Linked DNA regions of Mus musculus: all the other regions are linked to region 1. The links are chromatin contacts, called in public Hi-C maps. All regions are on one chromosome and are shown on one strand. The core of a region is the stretch at or near the end of the contact, and the rest is flanking DNA. Distances in the headings are between cores, read along the strand shown. Region 1 has its middle 7.2 kb from the start of Gm13584. Region 2 overlaps Dennd1a (DENN/MADD domain containing 1A). Region 3 overlaps Dennd1a (DENN/MADD domain containing 1A).

Region 1 (2,700 bases), core at 146-2,645:
TAGGAAAGGTTTATTTGGTTTACACGACAGACTCCAGCACTGAAGGAAGTCAGGGTAGGAACTCAAGCAGGCCTGGAACCTGGAGGCAGGAGCTGATGCAGAGGCCATGGAGGGGTGCTGCTTACTGGCTTGCTCCTCATGGCTTGCTCAGTAAGAGGAAATTATCTAGCTGTAAGAGGAGGTGGAAGACAGGGAGTAGGATCATGCCTGGGCAGATGGGGTCACACGACCCTCCATCCAGTGGGAGAAAACTTGGGAAGAGCAGGCAGAAGGGAACAGGGTCCACAGACTTGGGACTTGAAGTTTCAGTACCTTTAAGACATCAAGTATAGGTCCATTCCACCCCCACCCCAGAGACTCCCAAGCAGATGTGGGAGGCACTCTTCTGTGTCTCCTACCCCTCCTGAGTGAGGTGGTCATAGGCTGGCATTGGTGGCTCTTTGACAGTCAGTCCCTGCCCATATATCTGATGCAGGACTTGGGACCTGCACCAGTCTCTGGGCATGAAGCCAGCCAGGTGTGCCAGACTGTTGCACACTGGGTGGGCTCTGCCCTGGGGTCCTGTTCTCCAAACTCCAGCCCAAATATGCACATACCCCCCCGAAACTCCCCTGCTTAGCATATCTCTTTGCTTCTAAACACAGTGACTGTTTTTTGACTTGACTCCACTTCAGATCAGCCAATGTCCACCAGCCAGCCCTGTGTGGCCAGCATAGCACAGCCAGGAGCATCTAATTGGCATGTGAGGACAAGTCCACAGATGTAACTCAACTCTCCTTCCAGCTGCTGAAAGGTTCAAAATTCCACATCCTTCTTCTTTGTACCCAGTACAGTGCCTGGCACATGGCAGATCCTTAATAGACATGTCCTAAAGCTGGGGCATCCAGTGTCAGAGAGCAGTCCTTACAGCATTGGAACCAGAATCTACTGCAGATTCTGGACAAACACCCACCTCTCCGAGCTTCTAGAATCTGTAATGGGGTGGTGTCAGGTAATAACACCTGCTTCATAGTTTGTGGCCCCTGTAGAGTGTAACTCACAGCCACAGCATTTTGTGGAGAGCCTGTAGCCTGGACAGGCTCTTGCCTTGGAGCAAAGGCTGTTTTGTTTGCCATCTGTCAGCTAGTACTCCTTTATGTGTCTTTGCTCCACCGAGAGAGAGGTGTGGGAGGCAGTCCCGCAGGGGCATGGCCTTGGTGGTTCTCAGATAGAGCCTGGGGGTTGGGGGTTAGGGGGCAGGGTGGGGCTTTGGGGCTGTTCCGGCAGAGAGGGTGGCTGCCTGTCTTGGAGCTATCCCAGGAGGCAAGGCCCTAGGGACTGGGGAGGGGGCGGAAGCCGGAGCAGAGGTGGGATCCGGCGGAGTGAGGAGCGCAGACATCCTGCGGGGGCGACTGCCAACAGACAGGTCAGCTCCCTAGGGAGACAAGAGCCGCAGGCATCGGAGGTGGGACCTGGGGTCCTGCCTGGGAGCGTCGCAGCCGGGCAGAGAGCGCCCCCTGGCGGTGCACCTCGGCATTGCCCCGAGTCTCTAGTTTCTCCTCTTCCTTGGTAGCCTAAGGAAGGTCTCAGGGTGAAATCCCCCAGAGACATCAGAAACAGGAGACCCTTTCCAGGCTGAGGGTACTGTCATCAGCAAACCTGGAGTGATCATGGATCATGGTTAAGTGCCTGAGTGTACCAACTTCTGCAATAGGTGAAGTGGAGAGCTGAGAGAGTGCCAAACCCAGGGCGTCTGGACTGGCACACAGATTTCCACATGTCTGCCTAACTTTTAGACCCCTTCTCCAAGCCTTTGGGCAGAGCTTTTCTGGACCCCAGTGTGAGGGACACCCCAAAAATGGGAGGGATGGAGAGCTGCAAGTTATTATCCTTGGCCTGTGGGATACTCTGCTATTAGTAGTCTCCCTGCTGAGCAGTGTGTGTGTGTGTGTGTGTGTGTGTGTGTGTGTTGCTTAGTGTGCAGGGCTGCTTGCATTTGCAGAGATGCATATGCATATACATATGATGTGTGTGTGTCCGGTGTGTGTTTCCACATCTAGGAGCATGTTTGTGATAAAGCACACCAAAGTGCAAGAGTGTTTGTATGTGTTTGGGTCCAGTGTGTTCCTGAATCTGGGCTCATCATCTGTCAAGTCGGTGTTGATTCCGGCTGACTACTCAGGTCTGTATGGGCCACAGGACACTACCTGTTCATGGCATACTGGGTGGGGGTTAGTGTATTGACGGCAAGGAGGGGTGACCACCATTATCACCTTCCACACAGCATACGGCTAGCTGATCCCCTGCCCTGCCCGAGGATCACCCTCGTCGTCCCCCTCCCCCACCTCCCTTCCATGTTTAGCACTTCAAGTTTCCTTTGAAAGATGAGAAATCAAGGTTTACAGGGTAGAGTTTAAGGACCCTTGGGCAGAGGTCACCGAGCAGATCCCTGCTCAGCCTCCAGGTCTCAGCCTGAATTCTTTCCTCTCCCAGAAGGGCCCTGGGCACCCTCTGCCCAGTCTGGAGAAGGGGTGGGGACAGGTTTCAGGGCTGGGCTCTGCAGAGAGAAGTACACAAAAGGCCCAGTGTCTGCCCTGCCTCCCTCTCCTGGCCCTGCTCTTCTTGGGGAGGTGAGGGAATGTCCATCACCAGGCTGCAGAGAGGTGTGTGACATTCCTGCTCAGCAAGGGACCAGTCTGGGTAGTGGACTCACTTGCCCAC
Region 2 (2,700 bases), core at 45-2,544, 260 kb before region 1:
GTTTTCTCATCACACATGCCTGGCTGAAATCATGCCAAACCTCAGCAGCTTTTTGAAGTATTAAGTCTGTTGCAGAATTGCTAAAAAATAATAACAATTTCAACACCATAATGTAAACAAATATTCTACTCCAACAACCAAACTTTCACACACTGATAAGAAGAAGTATCAACCATCTTTATGGTACCTCAAGATGATAACAGATAGCTAAAACAGCCTCCTGGTTCACCATCAGCATCTCAACAATACTGAAATCAACTACCAGCTGAAGACAATATAATCTTCTGAATCACAGAGAAGAACCAGAGGAGGTATTTGTTTCTTGTCTCCTCTGTATGTAAGGCCTATTTTTGTCCCTTTGACAGGAGAAATTGCTTAACCTATTTCGCTCATCAGTTTCCTCAGTAAGGGAAGAAAATGAAAAAATATCTGGTTGCCCTTTTAGCTTGAGGGAAGCTCAACTTTGTCACGTAGAGCTGCATTGTGAATGGGATATGGGGATGACCCCAAACACTGGAGCAACCCAACACCAGAGGATTTGCTCCAGCATTGACAAGATGACATCATCCATGAGAGAAGAAAAGGCTGCCTCCTGCCCTCCCGCTTCTTTCTTGTCTTCAACAAGAAATTAATATCTCAAGATAACTCCGATGTGTTGGTCCCAGCCAGAACACTTGAAAGACACGTTCAATTAGGGCCACAGCATTGCTTCTGGAGTGAACGGCTATCACACTGCCCTGGAGTTCAGTCTCCTCTGCACACACATAAACACAAGTGCACAGCGCCCCAATGCTGTTGTCCCCTCAGCCTTCCAGCACTGCCAGTTGGCAAACCCAAGCCAGGAAGTTGTCAATTCCAATTGCGTTTAGGCCATGTAGTCCTATTAAAGAAGGCTTGCTGGTTAAGGGGCATCCTCTGTTTCCAAAGCATGGGAAAAAAGAAAAAAAAAAAAAAAGGCTGTGCTTAGATTGGAGCTGGCAACTTCCACTGACTAGAATTTTCAAGGGGCTGTGAATGAGTTTAACAAAGGAGGTCTGTGGCTAGTTTCTGGCTGAAGTCCATGTCAACAGTTTTTAAGGTCACAGGCCACACTAACTAACATTTATTCCCAGCAGACCCTGTTCTAAACACAAGCTGTACATAGTACAAATTTGAAATTTTTCTGTAATCCCTTGAGATATTCCTGATCCCTCCACATGTTTCTGCTCAATTAAAAACAATTCTCACTTCTCACCACAAGAGAGGCCATACTTGTAATCTCAGACCATCCTTAGGGTGGATGAACAAAAACCTGGCAAATCAAAGGGTTTGAGTGGGGAAGGGAAGGAATTCAGCTGGATCACACTGAACAGTGCAGACAGCTCCCCGGGGGCTCAGTTTTTGAAAACATAAAGCGGGTTATTGACAGAGATCCTGAGGCCATAAAAAAGCAGGTTTGAGGCACATATTGGGAACAGGCTCCTCGTCATTTTACACAAACAAGACACAAACTTCTAAGAAAATTAAAAGGTCAGTCAGGTGGGTAGAGAATGATGACAATGAAAAGGGCAGATGCTGAACACTGCCACTGCAACTGCAGAATGATTCCACAATGCAGATGAACTTTGAACATATCTGAAACCAAATGCTTATTGAAATCAATATGATATTTTACTGCAATTTGTGGGCAACACCCTCACCACCACCTCTGGCAAAAGATGCTTTGCAGCAACAACACATTTTATAATGATAGCAGCTTTAAATCTTGTAAGACCACATGAGTTTGAGCACCAAAGATACACCATATAATGTGTCTGACATGTGTCCATAAATAAAACTGAGGCTTAGGAAGTGATGTGACTTGCTCATGGTTTGAGAGCTAGCAAGGTGGAAAATGTAAAGCCAAGTGGATCCGCAAGGTCAAATCTCTTCTACGGACTTAAGGGGAAACAGCACCGTGTATCACTGTGCTGCTTCCCTTCCCTGACATTCTGAACTTAGAATGGTGACATGCATTGAAAACGCAATTTTTCTAAGTTAAAAATTTGTAAACTATGATAAAATGAGTGCTTAGATCAAGATGAACAAATGGAAACTCCCAGAACAGCTATTTTCTTAAAGAAACCCAAAGAAAATTTTTTTTCAAATGCTCAAGAAATTACCTAACTACGCCCACTGTTAATACTTAATTATTTTTATTTTATGTGTGTAGGTGTTCTGTTTACATATATGTAAGTGCACCATGTACATGCAGTGCACACAGAGGTCCGAAGATGGCATGGGAGCCCTTAAAACTAGAGTTACAGATAATTATAAGCTTCCATGTTTATGCTCAGAACCAAACCCAGGCTCTCTGCAAGAGCAGCAAGTGCTCATAAACACTAAGCCATCGCTGCAGCCCACTCATGGTTAATGCTCAATGATCCAAGCCATTTTTCTTATATATTGCTTTATAAAATAGAGATCATATCATATATAAAAATCTGTCTCTTGCTTCCTCTTTTCTATATAGCAATTACACCCTAAATGTTTTCCATGTCATCAAAGAACCATCTACAACAAATGTAATAGTTCATGGTATCTAATATAACTATCTAATTCTATAATTCTATGCTTGTAAATTTTAATTTTTATTCTATACACTATGCTATATGCCCTTACAAAAATGTTGATAAATTATGTATAATACAAATGACATAAAAACTATGACATACAGTCAGA
Region 3 (2,700 bases), core at 162-2,661, 410 kb before region 1:
CTCAAGAAACTGAATCCTAGAATCTTTCCATGTAACAAAGTCTCTAACTCCTGCTATAGACGTTTCCAGGAGCCTATGCATCATCTTGCAAGCATCTACTAAGTACTTTCCATTGGTGGAGAACCAGAGAGGTTCAACAAGATGTATTTCCTCTCTCTTCTGAAGCCCACGGTTCTATTAACTGCTGCTTTATTCGAAGGCTGGGTGCAAATGAGAAGATGTTAATAACACAGCTGCTGAGCGCTGTGTAGAACTGTGACTTAGCAAGCACAGGCCCTGTTTGCAGAGGAGCACACTGAGACTCACAGAGGACTTCAGGACTTAGCAACCTTATCATAAGGAAGTTACAGGAAGGTCAACCACAATCATCTCGGCCACTAAAGACATACACATTTCAGAGTTCACAAATGCCTGCTCCACTGGTGTTTTCTTTTCCATTAGAAGGTGGAAGGAGTGATGTTACCACTCATTTCAGAGATAAGAAAGGGAGGCTCCATGAAGTGACAAAGCTTGTTTACAGTGGCACATCTGACTGAGTGGCTTTATCTGTGAAACTAGAATATATGTGCCCCTCACTTCTTACCAGTCCCCTCTAGACAAATGGTTCTCAACTGTCCTAGTGCTGTGACTCTTCATGTTGTGGTGACCCCAACCATATGATTATTTTTGTTGCTACTTCATAACTGTAACTTTGCTACTGTTATGAATCTTAATATAAATATTTTTTTGAAGATAGAAGTTTGCCAAAGTGGTCATGACCCACAGACTGAGAAACACTGTTCTAGGCTGTTATAAAGAGCAGAGTTCATACATGCCCTGGGTTAGGCACTCAGGAGGTCTTATACATGGCAGTTATTACTTTGTAATGTGTTGACAGAAGAGCTGTAGCCTATTGGAAGCAACATCTTGGCTCTTACTTCAAAGGCTGATGATTATCATCAGAGGTAGGATCAGAGAGCATAGATGAGGGACACCAGGCTGCAGGTACTGAACTGAGGACCACTATACCCCAGTATCTCTTGCCTTGCCTCATCTGACCCTCCCAATAGCTCCAAACAGAAGGGGCAGGAGGCAATGGCCACTGGAGAGCAGTCCTGGGCTTAAAGGTTCTGTGAGTGGGTGTTGAGAGTGGGTCAGAATTGGGCCTTCTCTCTGTGTTCCCAGAGCTGCCTCAGCAGCACAGATCAGCCCTTGTAGGCTCTATGAGGCTGGGCTGGAACAGGCTTTTGATTTCCTTCCACTCCTGGCTGGAGGACTTGCCGGTTAAGCTGTGTGGAGTGTTTACTTTTTCAACAATGGCTGCAGGCTGAAGAAGAGGAAAAACCCTGGCCTCCTTTCTTGACTTAGCAGGCCAGGGTCCCCTTAGTAACCGAATTGTCTCCAGCACTGGGCTCCAGGCAGGAGCTGGGTCGGCAGTTTCCTCTCATGGGACAATGCTGCCCTGCCGGTGGCAAGGCCTCTTCTAAAGGGGCTGGCATGGGCTCAAGGGGCTTCCTGAAGCTCATAGTTCCCAAGGAAAGAATCACAGGCATCTTGGCTAGAGGATGCTCTCTCCTGAAAGGCTGTGGTTGCGAGTGTTGGTGGAGAAGGATGGTTCCTGAGTGTGTTAGCTCACTTCTCTTCAACATCATGCTGGCAAGAGCCTATTATCTTCAAGGCAAAGGTGGAGGCTCAGAGACAAAGCAAACTGCCTAATGCCACATAGCTAGGGAGGATAGCAGTCCTGGTTGTGGTTAGTCTAACTCTAACACTTTTCTGAAGAGAGCAGATTCATGGATCCAGAATCCCAGGATTCATACTGAGCACCTTTACATGTGGGCAGTCACAGCTGATTCTCTGGGCCTGCTTTCTGTTGTGCGAAACCAGACTTGCCTTTTGTAATATAAAAATTACATATGCTTCCTCTACAGAAAGCCGGAGCTTACCATTTGGAGCCATCACTCTAAACTATTCCCTTTTGCGTTTCTTCTTTCTACCTCTGCTCTAAATCCTTTGCACTGCGTCGCCCCCCCCCCCCACGCCCCCCTTGGTTTTTCATGTTGATTACAGCATAAGCAATACTCCACTTCATTAAAAGCTAAGTGACAGTTACTAATTGCTCCAGAGTGTTCTGCTACATGGAAGCAAACTCAACCAAGGCCACTTGGCTGAAAATTACCTCAAGTGTTTAAGACATTAATATATATCACATGGTCATAAAGTCTGAAGGCTGGAAGTTCTGTGTTTCAGGACAGATTCCTAGAAGTGGATTTTAGTTCCCATTCCTTAAGAAGTGTCCCTGGTGAATTCAACTTGGAGAGATATCTTTTCTTCTAATTATTTTAAAGCCATTTTATCCACAGCTTGTGTTTCCTACTCTAAGTGAAGAAAAATCAGCAAAGACATGAGCAGATGTCAAAATAGTCCTCCAAAAATTCTTCCCAATTAGAACACTTACGAGTACCGCAGCACACCGAGACAGCTCTCCGGTAGCTTGTCCCACCAACACATTCCCTCTCTTTTTAGTTACAGCATATGCCAAGGCTCCTGCCAGCTGCAAACCCTTCCCCCACCAGACTCCATAGGCTTCTCCTCAGAATGGGAAGAAGGGGGAAAAAGCAACAACAACAAAAACCCTCAAATAACATTGATGTACATTGTCCAAATGACATTTTTTTAAAATCTAGAAACACAAAAACAGCAGCACTCCATCATATTATT

What was found. Hi-C and Micro-C count contacts between places; a contact is called where the count stands out from the background.
Region 2: a Hi-C map of Sertoli cells shows a contact between it and region 1, with 4 times the contacts expected there. The contact joins two enhancer-like sites. A contact is called at or near these places in 2 of 39 promoter capture datasets (the C10 cell line and stem cell-derived epiblast-like cells), 2 of 15 datasets of contacts at CTCF or cohesin (large pre-B cells and pro-B cells), 10 of 484 Hi-C or Micro-C datasets (the 63-12 cell line, the G1E-ER4 cell line, the HL-1 cell line and 4 more) and 7 of 115 datasets of contacts at active chromatin or transcription factors (astrocytes, embryonic forebrain, embryonic hindbrain and 4 more).
Region 3: a contact with region 1 is called in a Hi-C map of cerebral cortex, with 3 times the contacts expected there. The contact joins two enhancer-like sites. A contact is called at or near these places in 6 of 39 promoter capture datasets (the C10 cell line, the HPC-7 cell line, cranial neural crest and 3 more), 1 of 15 datasets of contacts at CTCF or cohesin (the NIH/3T3 cell line), 4 of 484 Hi-C or Micro-C datasets (bone marrow-derived macrophages, cerebral cortex, embryonic stem cells and 1 more) and 12 of 115 datasets of contacts at active chromatin or transcription factors (astrocytes, craniofacial prominence, embryonic basal ganglia and 9 more).

What each region holds. Positions count from the first base shown.
Region 1 is chr2:38,374,661-38,377,360 of GRCm38.p6, forward strand. No RefSeq gene overlaps it. Among named protein-coding and RNA genes, the nearest start is that of Gm13584, 7.2 kb to the left of the region's middle. Within about 2 kb of position 1,396, at least 33 of the 459 cell types and tissues checked have an H3K27ac peak or open chromatin away from gene starts, as enhancers often do. A contact at or near this core is called in Sertoli cells and cerebral cortex, where this site is marked.
Region 2 is chr2:38,110,972-38,113,671 of GRCm38.p6, forward strand. The region is part of intron 5 of Dennd1a (DENN/MADD domain containing 1A); the gene reads right to left. Among named protein-coding and RNA genes, the nearest start is that of Dennd1a, 180 kb to the right of the region's middle. Within about 2 kb of position 1,295, at least 27 of the 459 cell types and tissues checked have an H3K27ac peak or open chromatin away from gene starts, as enhancers often do. A contact at or near this core is called in Sertoli cells, where this site is marked.
Region 3 is chr2:37,962,245-37,964,944 of GRCm38.p6, forward strand. The region is part of intron 11 of Dennd1a (DENN/MADD domain containing 1A); the gene reads right to left. Among named protein-coding and RNA genes, the nearest start is that of Crb2, 190 kb to the left of the region's middle. Within about 2 kb of position 1,412, at least 35 of the 459 cell types and tissues checked have an H3K27ac peak or open chromatin away from gene starts, as enhancers often do. A contact at or near this core is called in cerebral cortex, where this site is marked.